2 separate regions of the Mus musculus genome follow, and region 2 is linked to region 1. Evidence: chromatin contacts called from public promoter capture Hi-C data. All regions are on one chromosome and are shown on one strand. Each heading gives the region's core, a stretch centred on a gene start, on an enhancer-like site or on the middle of the called end of the contact. The rest is flanking DNA. Distances are from core to core; before and after follow the strand shown.

Evidence for each region. Promoter capture Hi-C pulls out the DNA fragments that hold promoters and counts their contacts.
Region 2: a promoter capture Hi-C map of neural stem cells shows a contact between it and region 1. The contact joins the promoter of Ankrd6 here to the enhancer-like site in region 1. A contact is called at or near these places in 20 of 39 promoter capture datasets (3T3-L1-derived adipocytes, the C10 cell line, the HPC-7 cell line and 14 more), 19 of 484 Hi-C or Micro-C datasets (Th1 cells, bone marrow-derived macrophages, cerebellar granule neurons and 10 more), 15 of 115 datasets of contacts at active chromatin or transcription factors (bone marrow-derived macrophages, craniofacial prominence, embryonic basal ganglia and 8 more) and 3 of 9 other capture datasets (adipose tissue, embryonic stem cells and liver).

What each region holds. Positions count from the first base shown.
Region 1 is chr4:32,824,185-32,831,853 of GRCm38.p6, forward strand. Ankrd6 (ankyrin repeat domain 6) reads right to left here. Exons shown (of 16, transcript NM_001012451.1): 4 at 4,526-4,624; 5 at 2,905-3,003; 6 at 212-310. Among named protein-coding and RNA genes, the nearest start is that of Lyrm2, 28 kb to the left of the region's middle. Within about 2 kb of position 3,002, at least 15 of the 459 cell types and tissues checked have an H3K27ac peak or open chromatin away from gene starts, as enhancers often do. A contact at or near this core is called in cerebellar granule neurons, cerebellum, cerebral cortex and 2 more, where this site is marked.
Region 2 is chr4:32,946,377-32,954,045 of GRCm38.p6, forward strand. Ankrd6 (ankyrin repeat domain 6) reads right to left here and starts at 4,450. Exons shown (of 16, transcript NM_001012451.1): 1 at 4,371-4,450.

The DNA.
Region 1 (7,669 bases), core at 1,752-4,251:
AGTAAAGGAATGCTAAGGTGAACTTGAGGCATAAGTGGGAAAAGCAGCATTTTCCCTAAGCAACCCCTCAGAAAACAGCAAAATCCTAATTTAGAGATTAGGCCCCAAACACTCTCACTTCAGTTTCTAGCTATTAACAGACTCTGCTCTGGAGGCATTCTTTCCCAAGGTTATGTAACAGTGCTCGTGAGAGCCTGGTACTTTCACCCACGTTGTTTTTGAGGTCAGCCCGGGAGCCGCCCAGCAGGAGGATGCGAGTGCTCTGGGAGTGACTATTCTGGCAGGCCAGGTGCAGAGCTGTGTTCCCTGCCTTGGAGAGACAGAGAGAAGGGAGGACAGTTAGCAGCATAGACCTGCGCAGACCTGCAGTGCACAGATACTTACTCAGGGAGAAGTCAGCCACTGTCACATTCTGCATCGTGACAGGGATCCCAGCTGCTGTCTCAGATACAGGAACCGTGACTGTAGAGTCCCCTCTGTCCCTAAACCTTGGCTCCGAGCCCCACCTCTGCCCCTCATGAGTTAAAGCCATTCAGAAAAACTCTTCACTCGCTTAGCCCTGACTGCTTTACCAGAAAACAGAGCTTGAGCCTCCTTCATGAAGCCCTGAGCAGGAGTCCTTGGTGCTTGTATTTTCGGAATCACAAGCATGTGTACAGTGCTGAACCCATCTCAGAGAGGACTCTGTCCATCGAGGGCAGTAGCTGTGCTACGAACATTTCCTGGAAGGGGAGGCTGACATGTGACTTGTAGGCCTGCGTTGAGATGCCTGCTTTGAGATGCCTGTTTTTAAATATAAACACTTGAACTATGGAAAAATGTTGACCTAAGGGGCAATATTGTTGTTTACCATACTTAAACAGCACCTCAGAAGAACGTCAACAAAAATTTTGCAAATGCCATGGTGTGAACTGAACACTTTGATTCCAGGGGAACAGGGTCCTAACAGCTGCCCATATTTTCTCATTACTTCACAGGAAGAATAGGCGAGGCGTTCTGAGCACACAGCCAACTGCAGGCTCAAGGCTCTGTCCTGCTGAGCCTGAGTGCTGGGATGGCACCTGCCCACAGCTTTGTGCATCCCTCCCTCACTGCTCTCCTCTGGACCTCACAGCGCTGGCTTCAGAAACCCCAGGGATTGCGTTTCTTTTGAAAAAGGATACTACAACATTTGAAGTACACAACAAGCAAGCTGTCTAAGTCTCACATTCTCTCTGGTCACCAGACCTGGCTTACAGTTGGGTTTTTGTTGATGTATTTTGTTAGGTTTTTGTTTGTTTGGTCAGCTTGGTTTGTTTGTTTTTGTTGTTGTTGTTGTTGTTTTGTTTGTTTTTGTTTTTAATTCTCCTACAACCTATTGTGCAGTTAAGCTGAGAAGCCCTAAGGTTAGCTCTCCACAGCAGGGCATCTATTGATGTCTTAAATGCTCTTGATCACTGAGCTGTTTGTTGACTTCAAGGCAGCGGTTAAATGTGTGCTGAGAAAACAAGTGAATGAAAGAAACCCAACAGGTCCAGAAAGATGGTATATTCAAGTTTACTTTGCCACTAAGAAAATAACCATTGGCCGGGCGTGGTGGCGCACGCCTGATCTATAAAGTGAGTTACAGGACAGCCAGGGCTACACAGAGAAATCCTGTCTCGAAAAAAAACAAAAACAAGAAAGGGAGAGAGAGAAAGAGAGAGAGAGAGAGAGAGAGAGAGAGAGAGAGAGAGAGAGAGAGAGAGAGAGAGAGAGGAAGGAAGGAAGGAAGGAAGGAAGGAAGGAAGGAAGGAAGGAAGGAAGGAAGGAAGGAAGAAAGAAAAGAACCATTTATGAAAGAGCATTTTGGGAAATCCTCAGCCTCCTTAAACACTGGCCACTCAGTGAAGGAAAGGGTAACCCCTTCTCAACACCACACCCTTATCAGAACCTCTACAGATATCCTAAGCGTTCTGACCACGCTCCTTTTATTTTTTTTTAAATAACATAGGTCTCTTCTCCTAAAGGCTGAAGAAATAATCAGTCCAGTTTAGAAATTTTGGAAAAGGCACAAAAGTAAAAATAACATCAAAAATTAGTAAATCTAAATTGAAATAGATAGCCACTGTTAATATTTGGGTGATATCTTCCCAGGCTTAGTTTTTACAAACTATAAATTCCCATTAGCACTGAGGCACATATCTGTGCCGTGCTCTTTCACAACTCCTAACATTATCATTAAAACTGTGACTTAAATGACTTAATTAGGGTTGACTCTGATGGAGGGACTTCATATTCCTCTCCTGCATTCTGTGCTACTTTGCTTATTGCTATCATAGACAGACTCAAGGATAAAGTTTTCTTAGCACACCTCACTGCTTTAAGAACAGAAACCTCAGAAGCTACCATGCAAATAGATAAGAACTTCTTTCCTTTTAGGTGATGCAGGGAATTGACCTGGGGACCTTGGGCATGGCAGGCAAGTGAGCTATTCCTGAGCTATATCCCCAGTACAATAGGACCATTTTGGCTTTATAACTTGCCTCCAAAAGCAGCTGTTCCAACCCCATTCCCCTAGCCCACTCTATTGTAACGCTGTAATTATCGATTAGCATTTTCGTTCTTTGCTGACATTTTTCATGCCAGCTCTCTACTGCTGTCCTGTTATAATAGCATCAAAGATGACAAGGACAGGTTCTCAGCAGCAGCAGCCAGGGGTTCTCACACCAGCATGGTCTCATCACTGTGGAATGCTTCCCCTGCCTGGAGCACCAGCCAACCCACCTCTGCAGAAAGTCGTCTAGGTGAGGCTGCCTCTGCAAGGTTCTCCATGCCCCAGTGAGCTTGACCCGGTGCTTCTCATGGATAGGAGACAAACGGGAATAAAGATTCCCACAACCCACTTCTCATCTGCCAAGGAGGAGGTCAGCTGCTGGGCCTCACCTTGTTTCTGGCAAGCACATTGGCTCCGGCTTTAACGAGCAGCTTGGCTGACTGGCTGAATCCGTGCCAGGCGGCTTCATGCAGGGCTGTATTCCCATCCTGAGTGACACACAGGCAAGACAACACATCACCCAGGCTCTGGTTCATCTCACCCAAACACCCTGCTACAGTAGCTACAGGGCCTTCTGCAACCAGTGCCCATCAGAACCACAGAGCACAGGAGAACATCTGAGTGGCCAGTCTCTGCTCTCCTAGAAACAGCAGGACAGGGGCTATTCTGGACACGTGGAGGAAAAATGGCCTCCAGAGATGTAGTGGGTGGGCCAGGGCATAAGGCTCCTTGGAAGCATGCCTTCCAGAGCCTCCCACAGCTCTGTCTGTAGAAAACAGCATGCTTGGGATGGCTCACTGTCATTCCTCCTTCCCAGTTCCTCTGTCCCCCTAGGCTCCACTGTGTTCCTGATACCAGAAAACACCCTGAAAAATGGGCCTTATTACATAGAAAATACCCCCAATCCCATTTCTTCACACACACAAAGTATTTATTTAGTTATTGAAGATAGAGTCTCACTATTTAGCACTGGATGACCTAGAACTTGATATATAGACTAGGTTGGTCTCAAATCCAGAGACCCTGTGAGAGCTAAGATCAAAGGCATGCAACACCATATCCTTGTCTTTGTCAAGATTTAGTGGTCTCTGGCTTAGCATTAAGCCCCAGGACTCTAAAAGACCAGTCATCAAAGAAACACTGATTATAAATAAGCTAACCAAGGCTTCTAGATACATGGCTTTTAAATATAAACTAATAAAATGGCTCCCATTGGCTTAAGTTACTAGGAGACAGGGAAAGAAAGACGAGCAAGCAGGGACATACATGTAGCTCCAGTCTGTTGTGCTCAGACAAGGATACAGTCTCCAGTTACACGCAACGAAAGATGTGCACAAAAGAGGTAAGGCCCAGTGCACGTGGCACCCAAAAGAGGAGAGCCATGGGTCCAGAGCAGAGGAGTAGGGCAATGCTGGGGAGGGCAAGAGGTCCCCAGGCCCAGCTGGAGCCACTACTGGAGCAGCAGCAGCAGAAAGACAGGAAAACAGAAGGGCTCTGGGCTCTGGACGAAGCACTCCTGAGCCAGGGCCCTGGGATGCAGGGAGGAATCTCGTATATCACTTCCTGTCAGCCCACTTTTCTGCCTGTCACCTCTTAATGAAAAGCTGGGGCTTGGGAGAAAGACACAGAGGCCACAAGGCACTAAATACAAACATTCACATTCTGAGATTTGACCATTTAAAAAACACAGGGCTAGTATACTATGTGTCATTGGGATTCTTATTAGAAAGAAATGATTGGTTTTTTTTTTTTTGTTTTCTTCTTCAATAGCTAGAAAATTTAACCTGCTTGCTCAATCTAAAACACTGAGCCCCTGAGGGTGCCTCTTCCTCTCTCTCTCACCTCCAGTTTTTAAACACACACAACATCTGGAGTCCCAGATATTCTTTCAGAGATATCTAGGTTGACCTCTCTGGTTGCCTGGGAGAGGGGTAGCATCCTGACCATTCCACAGTGAGTCAAGCTGGCTCCTCAGCTGACTGTGGAGTCAGCCCTTACCATCCCACTCACCTTGTCCTGTCTGTCCAGGGCACACCCCTCCCGGATAAGCGCTGTGAGGATCTCGGTGTTTCCCACCACAGTGGCCCGGTGCAAGGCTGTCTGGTCCCCCTACAAAACGACATAGAGGCAAGAACAACAGATATCTCTAGCAGTCCCATATCGCTCCTTCCTTAAGCCAGTCTCTGGGGTATCTCTTATCTCCGCCAGGAGGAGACTGGTTCCTTGCAGAAGGGCTGGGTCACCATGGGCAAGGCAAGCTTTGGGGTCCCATTAGTAGAGAATGCACGCAGCAGAGCGATCTGTTCATAACCTGGGAGGGATCTAATGTCAATTGCAATAATAGCTGTCGGCCTCAGATCTACCTCTGAAGGAGAGCCGGGCTCTTTCTGGCTGCCTAGTGGAGACATGTCTGGGAGTCAGGATGCGTATGGCATACGGTTCAACCAGCAGCTCTTGCCATCCGGATTCCCTGCGAGGTCCTCGGGCCCAGATTACAGAGGATAATCACTCTCCACTTGTGACAGTTTAAGGGCCTCATGCTTTGATGACAGGTGTGTAATTTGTTCACTGATTTGCGCTAGCCCCAGAGCAACATGAGGGTGTGAGGACCCCAGCACCGCAGCCTCCTACTGCATATCTCTGAGATGGCTCCTGCTGATGTATGCCGCGTTCTGACCCTTCCTCAGCAAGGCGATTCCCGGGGTGACTGGTTTTCCTCTGCAGGCACCAAAGCAGAACTTGACTCTCCGCACTGACTGTGGCAGACAGGAGGAGGAAACACCCTGGAGAGTAACGAAGGGATCTGACCTCTGGGCTTCTAGGAGCACAGTTCATCTCTGGCACACACTCAAGAGTCAAGTTACGGCAAAGTCAGGTCGTGCCTGAGGTCCAGGCTTGAAAGGGGAGATGGCTGAGCCATGTGGATAGTTTCAGGTAAAAATAATAAGCCAATGGCCAGGGGATCGGGAGAATGGGTTGTATATAGTTGTGCACAGCTTGTAGGGCCTCAGGAACCTCACAGGAAAAGGCAGGACCAGGGTTCTCCTTCCTTTGGGATTCTATGATTCAGCTGATATAGTAAATGTTCCAGAGAGAGAGCACAGAGGGGCAAGGTCACATGCCTGTGCCTTGCTGAAACCTTGTCCAAGAGAGGCAGCAGAGACCGGGAGAGAGGAAGCAAAGAACAACTTCAGGAGGGCTGTACTGCTAACTATGGTAGCTTAGATGGAGTTTAGTGACCTCACTGTGATTCATCACAAAGAGACACATGAGAGATACTCGATCCAAGAAGAAAAGTTCTGGAAATAGAACATGGTTGGCTGGTGTGCAGGACTTTACCCAGAACTGTACGGAAATGTGGTGAAGAGAATACAGAGAATACATTTCATGTTACCATATGTGTGTGTGTGTGTGTGTGTGTGTGTGTGAGAAAGAGAGAGAGAGAGAGAGAGAGAGAGAGAGAAAGAGAGGGAGAGAGACCATACTAAAACCCACTCAATTCTAGCCAAAGCACACATGTACACATGTGGCTGGGTACATTGGTACACACCTATAATCCCAACACTGAGAAGGCAAAGGCAGGTGAATTATGAGGTCAAGGCCAGACCTGGCTATACAGTGAGACTCTGTATTTCCAACACAAAATAACCTCAAATTTCTTAAAATAAAAAATTTAAAAGTCTCTCTTAAAATCCACATGGAAGGTGCTGGAGAAATGGCTCAGCGGTTAAAAGCACTGTTACTCCTCCAGAGGACCCAGACTCAATCCGGAGCATACACAACACATGGTCCAGAGGGCCCAGATTCCATCCCAGGCACCTACATGGCAGTTTACAACTGTCTGTAACTCCCATTCCAGGGGATCTAATGCCCTCTTCTGGCCTCCGTGGATATCAAGGATGCATGTCGTACACATACTTACATGCAGGCAAAATACTCATGCACATCAAATAATTACATTTTTCTAATCTACAATGAGTGGTTTTCAACTTCTTCCTTGTTCTTTTGAATGTGCTTAGGTTGCTGGTGGAGAGCTGACGTTAATCATCCTACTCTGCTGAGACCCAGTGCATAGCACCAACCAGTGATGCAGATGAGCCCCCCAAACCCCCTGTGCAGCAGTGGCAGGTCTGGGCTGGGGCGCAGGGGTTTGAATGGGACGGCCCCCGTGGGCTCAAGTGCTTGAATGCCTGGGCCTCAGTTGGGGGAAGTGTTTGGCAACAGGTGTGACCTTGTCAGACCTGGGTTTTGAGGTTCCCAAAACCTTGAACTATTCCCAGTATTCTCATTCTCCCTTTCTCCCTCTCTCCCTCCCTCTCTCCGTGTCTGTCTGTCTGTCTGTCTCTCTGCCTCCCTGCTTCAGGATCATGGTGTGAGTTCATGTGTGATCATGGTGGCTGATTCTGCCACCGCCAGCCCATCACGGATTCTACCCCTCTGAAGCCATGAGCTCAGCTGAGTTTTTTGAAGTTGCCTTGGTCATGGTGTGTTATCACGGCACTGAGGACTGAGATAAGGCAGTGACCAACTGTTTTCGACCAGGTTTGATGCCTGCTCCAGAATCCCACCTATTACCACAACTGCAGTCAGAACCCATGGCTAGGGAGGTCATAGGCCCCAAGCATGGAAGCGCCAGCTATTGCTTTGCTTCAACAAGATGCGTTTCTCAGTCTGCCTTCCAAATGATGTCTGTGCCTACAGACCAGTGCTTTGGTTAGAAAAGCTTTTTTTTGCAGTGGTCATTGGTGACGGCAGGTGCTCATAACTGGTCAAAGTACTTTGCAACTTTATTTTTATTTTTATTTTTTTTTACTATTTTTGAGACAGGTTATCTCTGTGTAGCCCTGGCTGTCCTGGAAGCTGCTCTGTAGACCAGGCTGCCATTGAAGTCACAGAGATCCTCCTGCCTCTGTCTCCTAAGTCTGGAACTAGCAAAGTGCACCATCGCCTTTCAACTTTTTAATATTTAACATTATATAACTTGACACATTAGATAAAATTGCTACCAATTACAATTTAAGCCATAAGAAGACATCAGGGACAGGCCTGTCCCCTTTACAAACTTTTCTCCCAGTTTACTTGACAATATAAAGGACATGTAGAGGGCAGGGGGAGTGTGTCCAGCCCCAGCCCGAGCCCCCCGACCGTGGGTGA
Region 2 (7,669 bases), core at 3,200-5,699, 120 kb after region 1:
GCTCAGAATGAAAGTTTACCTCATCAGGACAGAATGACTTCATTTCAGAGGCTAGCCCTCCAGCTCAGTGGTCAAGCAATGTGCCTAGCAAGTGGAGACAGTGTACTTAGATATAATAATAAATAAATCTTTCATCTTTAGACTGGAGCCCCACCCACCACCACCACCACCACCACCACCCCCTCCCCCACCCCCCCACCCCCCCAGTAAATAACATAGATGCTTGCCTTTCAATCTGAGCACAACTAGATTTTACATCTCTTCCCGGCCCGGGCTTGAGGAGGTGGTGGGAGAGGTAGATGATGTCATCTCAGGTTCTCTGGCCACCCTACACTGTCCCTGAACTCAGTGCCCTGGTACAGACAGGCATCATGAACAGAAATGGCTAATCTGAAATTTTATTTTAAAATACTATTAGGGGGAGAGTGGTATAAGCATATTATAATCTCAAAAATAGAAAGAAACAGGGCTGGAGAGATGGCTCAGTGGTTAAGAGCACTGACTGCTCTTCTGAAGGTCCTGAGTTCAATTCCCAGCAACCACATGGTGGGTCACAACCATCCGTAATGAGATCTGACGCCCTCTTCTGGTGCATCTGAAGACAGCTACAGTGTACTTAGATATAATAATAAATAAATCTTAAAAAAAAAAAAAAAGGCCGGGCATGGTGGCACACGCCTTTAATCCCAGCACTCGGGAGGCGGAGGCAGGCGGATTTCTGAATTCGAGGCCAGCCTGGTCTACAAAGTGAGTTCCAGGACAGCCAGAACTACACAGAGAAGCCCTGTCTCAAAAAAACCAAAAACCAACCAAACAAACAAAAAATAGAAAGAAACAACTTCAAACATACCACTGGATTCAGAGCTCATGCTTTCTCAGCATGCTCTCCATACCCGCTGTAAACCAAAACCCATTTTCTGTCCCTGTCAATCTGACTACTCCAGGTGTGATGCCACATAAGTAAAATCATAGAGTCTGCAAGTCCGTAAGCATACTTCCAGATTCGAGTACTATTCTGGACCCTTGGCTGGGTATTCTGCAGCTGTAATTCACGGGAGTCATCTATCTATTACATTTAACAAGCTGAGTGTACTGAACACATCGTCCCCAAGTGCTGATCCCAGCTGAAGCACTGAGTCCCAAATGTTTAATCCCAGCAGTGGCAGTGGGATCTCTATGAGTTTGAGGCAGCCTGGTCTACTGATCAAGTTCTAGGACAGCCAGACTACAAAGAGAAACCGTAGTGGGGTTGGGGGTGGGGGATAGGGAACACAGCACGGGACTCCCAATCTGTACCTACAATAGCTGGATTTCCAGAGCTGGCTGTTATGGAAAAATTGCTGTGGACAGGAAATGAGAGGGGTGGTGTCCTGAGGAGACACAGGACAGGCACAGGCTAGTGACTGCTAGTGACTGGCTACTTAAACATACCAGGAGCCAGGCAAGCAGATGCCCCCCTCCCCCCATTTGTCATTCAGACACAGTAGGGAGGGAGGACTGCCATGAATCTGAGGCCAGCAGAGTTACATAGCAACACCCTGCCCGTACATAAATAAATACAGCACTGCAAAGATGGCTCGGGGTTAGAGTATTCTCTGCTCTTTCAAAGGAAGAGCGGCCACTTGCTCACAACCTGCTAACTCCAGTCTCCTGATCTCCATGGGCACTGCAAACACACACACACACACACACACACACACACACACACACACACACGGTGCACAGATTTACACAAAGGCAAAACACCCCCCCAAAAAAATCAAATATTATTTTATTTAAAATAAAAATCTCAAAAAATTTTTTTAATTAAATAAATAGAACTTTTACACACATCACTTTTTCAAGTGGAAGCTAAATACCTACCTAGTTGTTTTCACCTACCCACTCCTACCTACACCTAAGAATACCAGGACAAGCTAGCTCCCTTACACAGCAAAGACCCCAGGGCCTCTCCAGGAGGCTTTCCTTCAGGTGAGACTTCAGAGCTTGCTGTTCAACCGTCACTGAAGGGACTCTGACAGAGGCAGGAGGATCTCTGTGTGTTGGGTACACACAGACACCCTGTCTCATGGAAAAGAAAAGAAAAAAGGAACCACTGAAGGAGAGCTGTGTTTATCCTGAAGAAATAACAGTGACAGACAGAACACACTAAGGAACAAAGAGTTGTGGGGTAAAGCCATTGGGAAAGAACACTCGGCGTTTCACCCTTCAGAGCCCTAACAATGTTCTCTTGAGAGCTGTATTTAAAAAAAAAAAACAAAACCTTTTCCCTGAGACACAGGGTCACAAATTACTGTTTTCCAAATTCTTAGGGACTCAAGCAAGCTTTTAAAATTAAAGCCTCTAAGTGAGGGGAAGACACAGTTCTCTACACAGACTGAACACGCCCGAGTCCACCACAGGGAAACCACGGTCTCCCGCTCAAACTGTAAGCTTTCCCTGGCTTCCGCTTTCCTCTTGATATCCTGCTTTTAACTCGAGAATGCTCTAAATTGTTGTGGAAATGTGAAGCAAAGGGGGAATTAAGACGACACGCAGAGCAGTGATTTGATAGGGGTGGGGATGGTAACTGAAGGGTTCCTCGGCTGGGTAATGGGGTACTTGTGCCTGCTAGCTATTCTTGTATTCCATCTCTCTGAGCAAGAGTTCACAGAAGGCACCAGAATCTGTCTGGGTGGAGCAGAGGACTTTGGGAATTAGCTGTGTGCCACGTTGCTAAGCTGAGTTATAGCACAAGCTATTGGGCTTTCATATGGAAGATATCGGCTTTGGAAACACGGATGGGCTAAGGAGAATGCGAAGGTTAACATTTGGTCCTAGCTACCAAGGTCAAACAAGGAGTTAACAAACAAGGCTGGGTGTTTTGTTTTGAGGGCAGAATTTTGCTGTGTATCCCAGGCTAGCCTCAAACTAATGACCCTGCCTCAGCCTCCAGAGGGCTGGAATTACAGGCATGGACCCCCAGCCTGGCATTTTTATAATTTATTTATTCTAGCTGATGTGCATTGGTGTTTTGCATGCATGGCTGTGTGAGGGTGTTGGGTTCACTAGAACTGGAGTTGCAGATATTTGTGAAGTTGTGGGCTGCCACGTGGGTGCTGAGAACTGGCCCTGGGTCCCCTGGAAGAGATGCCAATGCTCTTAACTGCTGAGCCATCTCTCCAGCCCCTTGGGCTAGCATTTTTATTGTGATGGTTTTGATTTTAAAAATCAGCTTTGGTTAGACTTCTCAACAATTTATAACTAACTGTTGTCTGGTGTCCAATTTTCCCTCATTTTTTTTCTCAGACTGCTCCTTCCCTCAAGCTGAGAGGGCAGAAACCCCTCCTAATTGTAATATGAATTCCTAGTTTATTTATGTTGTGTGTGTGTGTATGAACCTCAGCCCATGAAGAGGTCAGAGGACACCACGACTGGTGAGAGAGTCAGTTCCACCTTGTCACACCTTCTGCGAATCAAACTCCAATTGTCTGGTGGCAAGAGTCTGCCAGATGAGCCATCCTCTGGCCATTGTATTCTCAGGATAAAACAAAACAAAACTTACTCACCATATGCTAAGTATACAATCAGGGTAACAAAGGAAGTTAATTATCCCAACTACTCACGTAACAGATATTTTAAAGATGAGAAACCGTTAGTCAGTATCAATCTGAACACTTGGGACAACCTCGCACCTGGGTGTGATTGGTCACTGTCCAAGTTCTTTCCATTACATTCAATCAGTATCAATTTAATACACATGGCTACCACCAGCCAAGAGCCTCGCCTCACAGGAACGATGCCCGCCATAAAGCCTGATGTCAACTTCAAGGTTATGTATGATGCTTTCAGTTCACAGCTCTAACTATTAAGGCTTGAAGACGTGGGTTTTCCAGTCGCACACCTAACTGGTGGTTTCACAACTCAGTCTCATGCCATCAAAGTGGTAAACACACACACACACCTTACCACCACGTGAATTCTCTCAATGCACTTCGGGGGAAACGTTCTTGGCCAGCTTCACAAAGTACAACTCCTTTTGGATCAGCCATAATGATCCCCCTTCTCTCCAGCTCCCCAAATCTACAGGAAGCGATACATTTCAATGCCCTAGGCAAGTAAGAGAATCCTGAGCCCGAAAGGCGGCGCACAAGGCCCTAAGGCCCCGCGGGACCAGCCGTGCTCCAAACGACCGTGGGAACTGCCCTTGCCCTGGGCTGCGGAAGAGTTTGCAGGGCAAGCACTTCCCCACACGCGCGACGTCGAGAGCGCCCGGAGCCAGACGGCCACTAAGGAGCGCGCCCCTGCCAGCGACGCCCCCTCCCAGTGTCCCCATGAGCGCTCCTGGAGGATTACTAGCACTCGCAGGAGCCGGCGACTATGCCCAGTACCTTTCGCTCCCGCGCCGGCCGGCCGCTCCGCACGGAGCTCGCGGGCCGCTGCGCTCCTTGCCCGCAGCCGCTCGCCCCACGCTCCACCGCGCGTGGCCTGGATGCCTGAGGGCCCCGCCGGCCCCGCCCCATACTCCACGCCACGCCCCTCGGGCCACGCCCCACCCGGCTGTCCGCAGGGCTACAGCGCCCCGCAGCGGCCGCTGGTCATTGCACACGATCCTCCCGAACCGCACATCCCGGAGGTGCGGGGTGGCTCCCACTGGGACCCACGAGCAGCGGGAGGACACCCGCGCTGAGGGCTGTTTCCTCAGCGGCATCGGGCACCAGGCGCACCAATTGGATGGACTGAGCGGAGAACCCTCCAGCCCTCCACCTGTGGCCGGCTTTCTGGAGCCGATGGAAACCGAGGAAGCTGCTGCAAAGAGAGGGTCGGGCATCCTCTCTCCCGCTGCTGCCTGGTGAAGGACCAGCAGGGACATCAGTCCTCACCCGCGGGTTCCAAGTACGCCTTACATACTGTTGTCTTGACTGTTTTTGTCTCTCACTGCCACAGCTACTTTTTCAGTACCTAAAAGAGCTCCCCGGGCAGCATAAACTAGGGGGTTACACTCCAACAAATGTCTGCAACATCTGGCCTATGTGAGCCTGCCTCAAGAAGAAAAGAAAAAGAACAACTTACTGAGCGATTTAGGAGTGTGGTAAGCCTGGAGCCTAATGTAAACAAAAGGTTACTTCAAAGAATGTGTTTATTTCAAATTCATAGCAGTCCCAATGACCAGGCTCAGATAATCAATGCTATTTCCAGCCTTATATGAATGCCATTCTACTCAAGAAAAATCTCATGGGGTTGGCTGCTCAGGACTTAGTGGGTAAAGTGCGCTCTGATGAAGCATGAGAACCCAAATTCAAATCCCTCAGCACCGATATACATATAAATGCAAGCAAGAAAGTTAACACACATACATGCACACATGCAGGCATGCATGCGCGCGCATGTGCATGCTCTCTCTCTCTCTCTCACGCACGCGCACACGCACACGCGCACACGCACACACACACACACACGATCTGATGACAAATGAGTGATGGAACCTTTTGCTCACAGAGGTGGAGAGGTCAGCAGGTAGAACGGTGAACATGACGCTTCGATCTTACCTGAGGCTGGTGATAAATTTACGGTGAAGCGATTTTTTTTTTTCACACCCTCTCTGGAATATAGCTGGGTTTCAAGGAGAGAACCTCCTTTTCCTTAGAGTATCTGTTTCCTTTTGCCTCCTGAAAGCTTCAAACAGGAGACACTCCAAAACCCCCTCCCCGCCCACCCTAGAAGAGAGTTAAGCACTTGATCCTCCGAAACTATTTGGGAATGCTCCCCCACTCTGCGCCCCCTACCACCCTCGCCGCCACCACCACCACCACCCACCACCCACCCCCAACCCCCGTCCGCCGTTCCCTCCCAGTCTCAGCAGCTGTTTTATTTAGCAAAGTGTGAAAACTCTTCTGGGAGAAATTTGTTTTCAATCTTGTCACTCCCAACCTGAAACTGTTAGGAGAGGCGCCTGTCCTGTCCCTACCCACTAAGAGCTCCAGGTTGCTCTGCGAGCAGGTCTCAACTAAACTCCAGAGCTCCCGACGTAAAGTATGTAAACGTGACATTTCAAAGTAATTATTTCTCTTTTATCCACAGTGAGAAATCCTCTCCCCTCCCTAAGGATTGACACGCAGTTAACAGTTGAGTGGGGGGAGGGGTTCTTCAGTGTTGTAACTCTCATGAAGGAACCATGATTCCTCCTGTAAACAGTCTCAGTGAAATTCATTGGATGGGTCGTTAAAATTTGAAAAATAAAAAGGAAAGAAATGAAAGAGGAGAAGGGGCTGGGTGAAAAATGGAGCAGCTCAGTGGAAGCAAATTGGACGAGAAAAAAACAAAAAACAAACAAAAGATCCAAAAACAACAACAACAACAACCTCCGCAAAACCACACACACAAAAAAAAATCCCGCCATCCTGCAAGATCCGTGAGTTCCCCTGGGAGCTGACTAGTCTGCATTTGTACCCAGACTTTGATTAATGGGAATTCCAGGCAGTGCCTGGGCTGTCGTGGAGATCTTATCTCCAAGGAGCCACAGTTTAGATGAACCAATGAAAAGAAACTCCTAAATCTCCCTGGATTTGAGGAAGGTCCCCAGCCCGCAGCTCCATTCTTGCTCCTTTGGAAGGAACAGCTGGCAGCCAGGCTTCTCTAACTGCCCTCCCACCCACCTTAGTTACTTTCCTATTGCTGTGATAAGACACCGTGACCAAGGAAACGTATAAAAGAAGATGTGGGTTGGAGAGATGATGGCTCAGCAGTTAAGAGCACTGACTGCACTTCCAGAGGTCCTGACTTCAATTCCCAGCAACCACATGGTGGCTCACAACCATCTGTAATAGGCATCTGATGCCACCTTCTGGTGTGTCTGAAGACAATGATAGTATGCCCGCATACATGAAATAAATAAATAAGTAAATCTTTAAAAAAAAAAGAAAGAAAGAAAGAAAAGAAAGAAAGAGAAAAGAAAATATTTGGTTAAGACTTTGGTTACAGAGTGTCCTTCAGGGAACATGGCCGCAGGCAGGCATGGTGTTACATCAGTAGCTGACACTCATCAGACAGAGAGATCTAGCTGGAAATGGTGTGCACTTTTGAAACCTCAAAGCTCACTCCCAATGACACCTCCTCAAACAAGGCCACATCTCCTAATTCTTCCCAAACAGTTCCACCAACCGAGGACCAAGTATTCAAATATGAGCTGGGGGTGGGGGTGGGGGCATTCCCATTCAAATTGCTGCACGTGAATGAGAAAGACATCTACTTAGTGAATGACAAGGGTCATTGCTCAGTGATCATATGGCCTGCTCTTCTTTCCACCAACCTTTCTTTAACAAGTTGACTGCACTTGTTATTTTCACGTTAGTTATTCAGCCTTCAGCAATGTTTTGGTCTCTATGTTTGTTACCATACAAACCGGCTTTTGCTTTTGTAGGAAGCCTTCCATGGGTCCCTCTATAATCATGTTCTTCTAGTGTCCACCCTGAACTTTATACTCTCTTATTAACACTATATGGTTCTTTTTGACCTTTTCGACAAATGAATACTTTGTTGCTGCCTATACAACTTTTTTCCTTTTTTTTTTTTCCTTTTGAGACAGGGGTTGAGTAGCCCAGGCTAGTCAAGGATGACTTTGAATGTCTGGTAGCACCCCCTGCTTTCTACTCCTCAAGTGCTGGAATTGCATGCGTGCATCACCGCATGC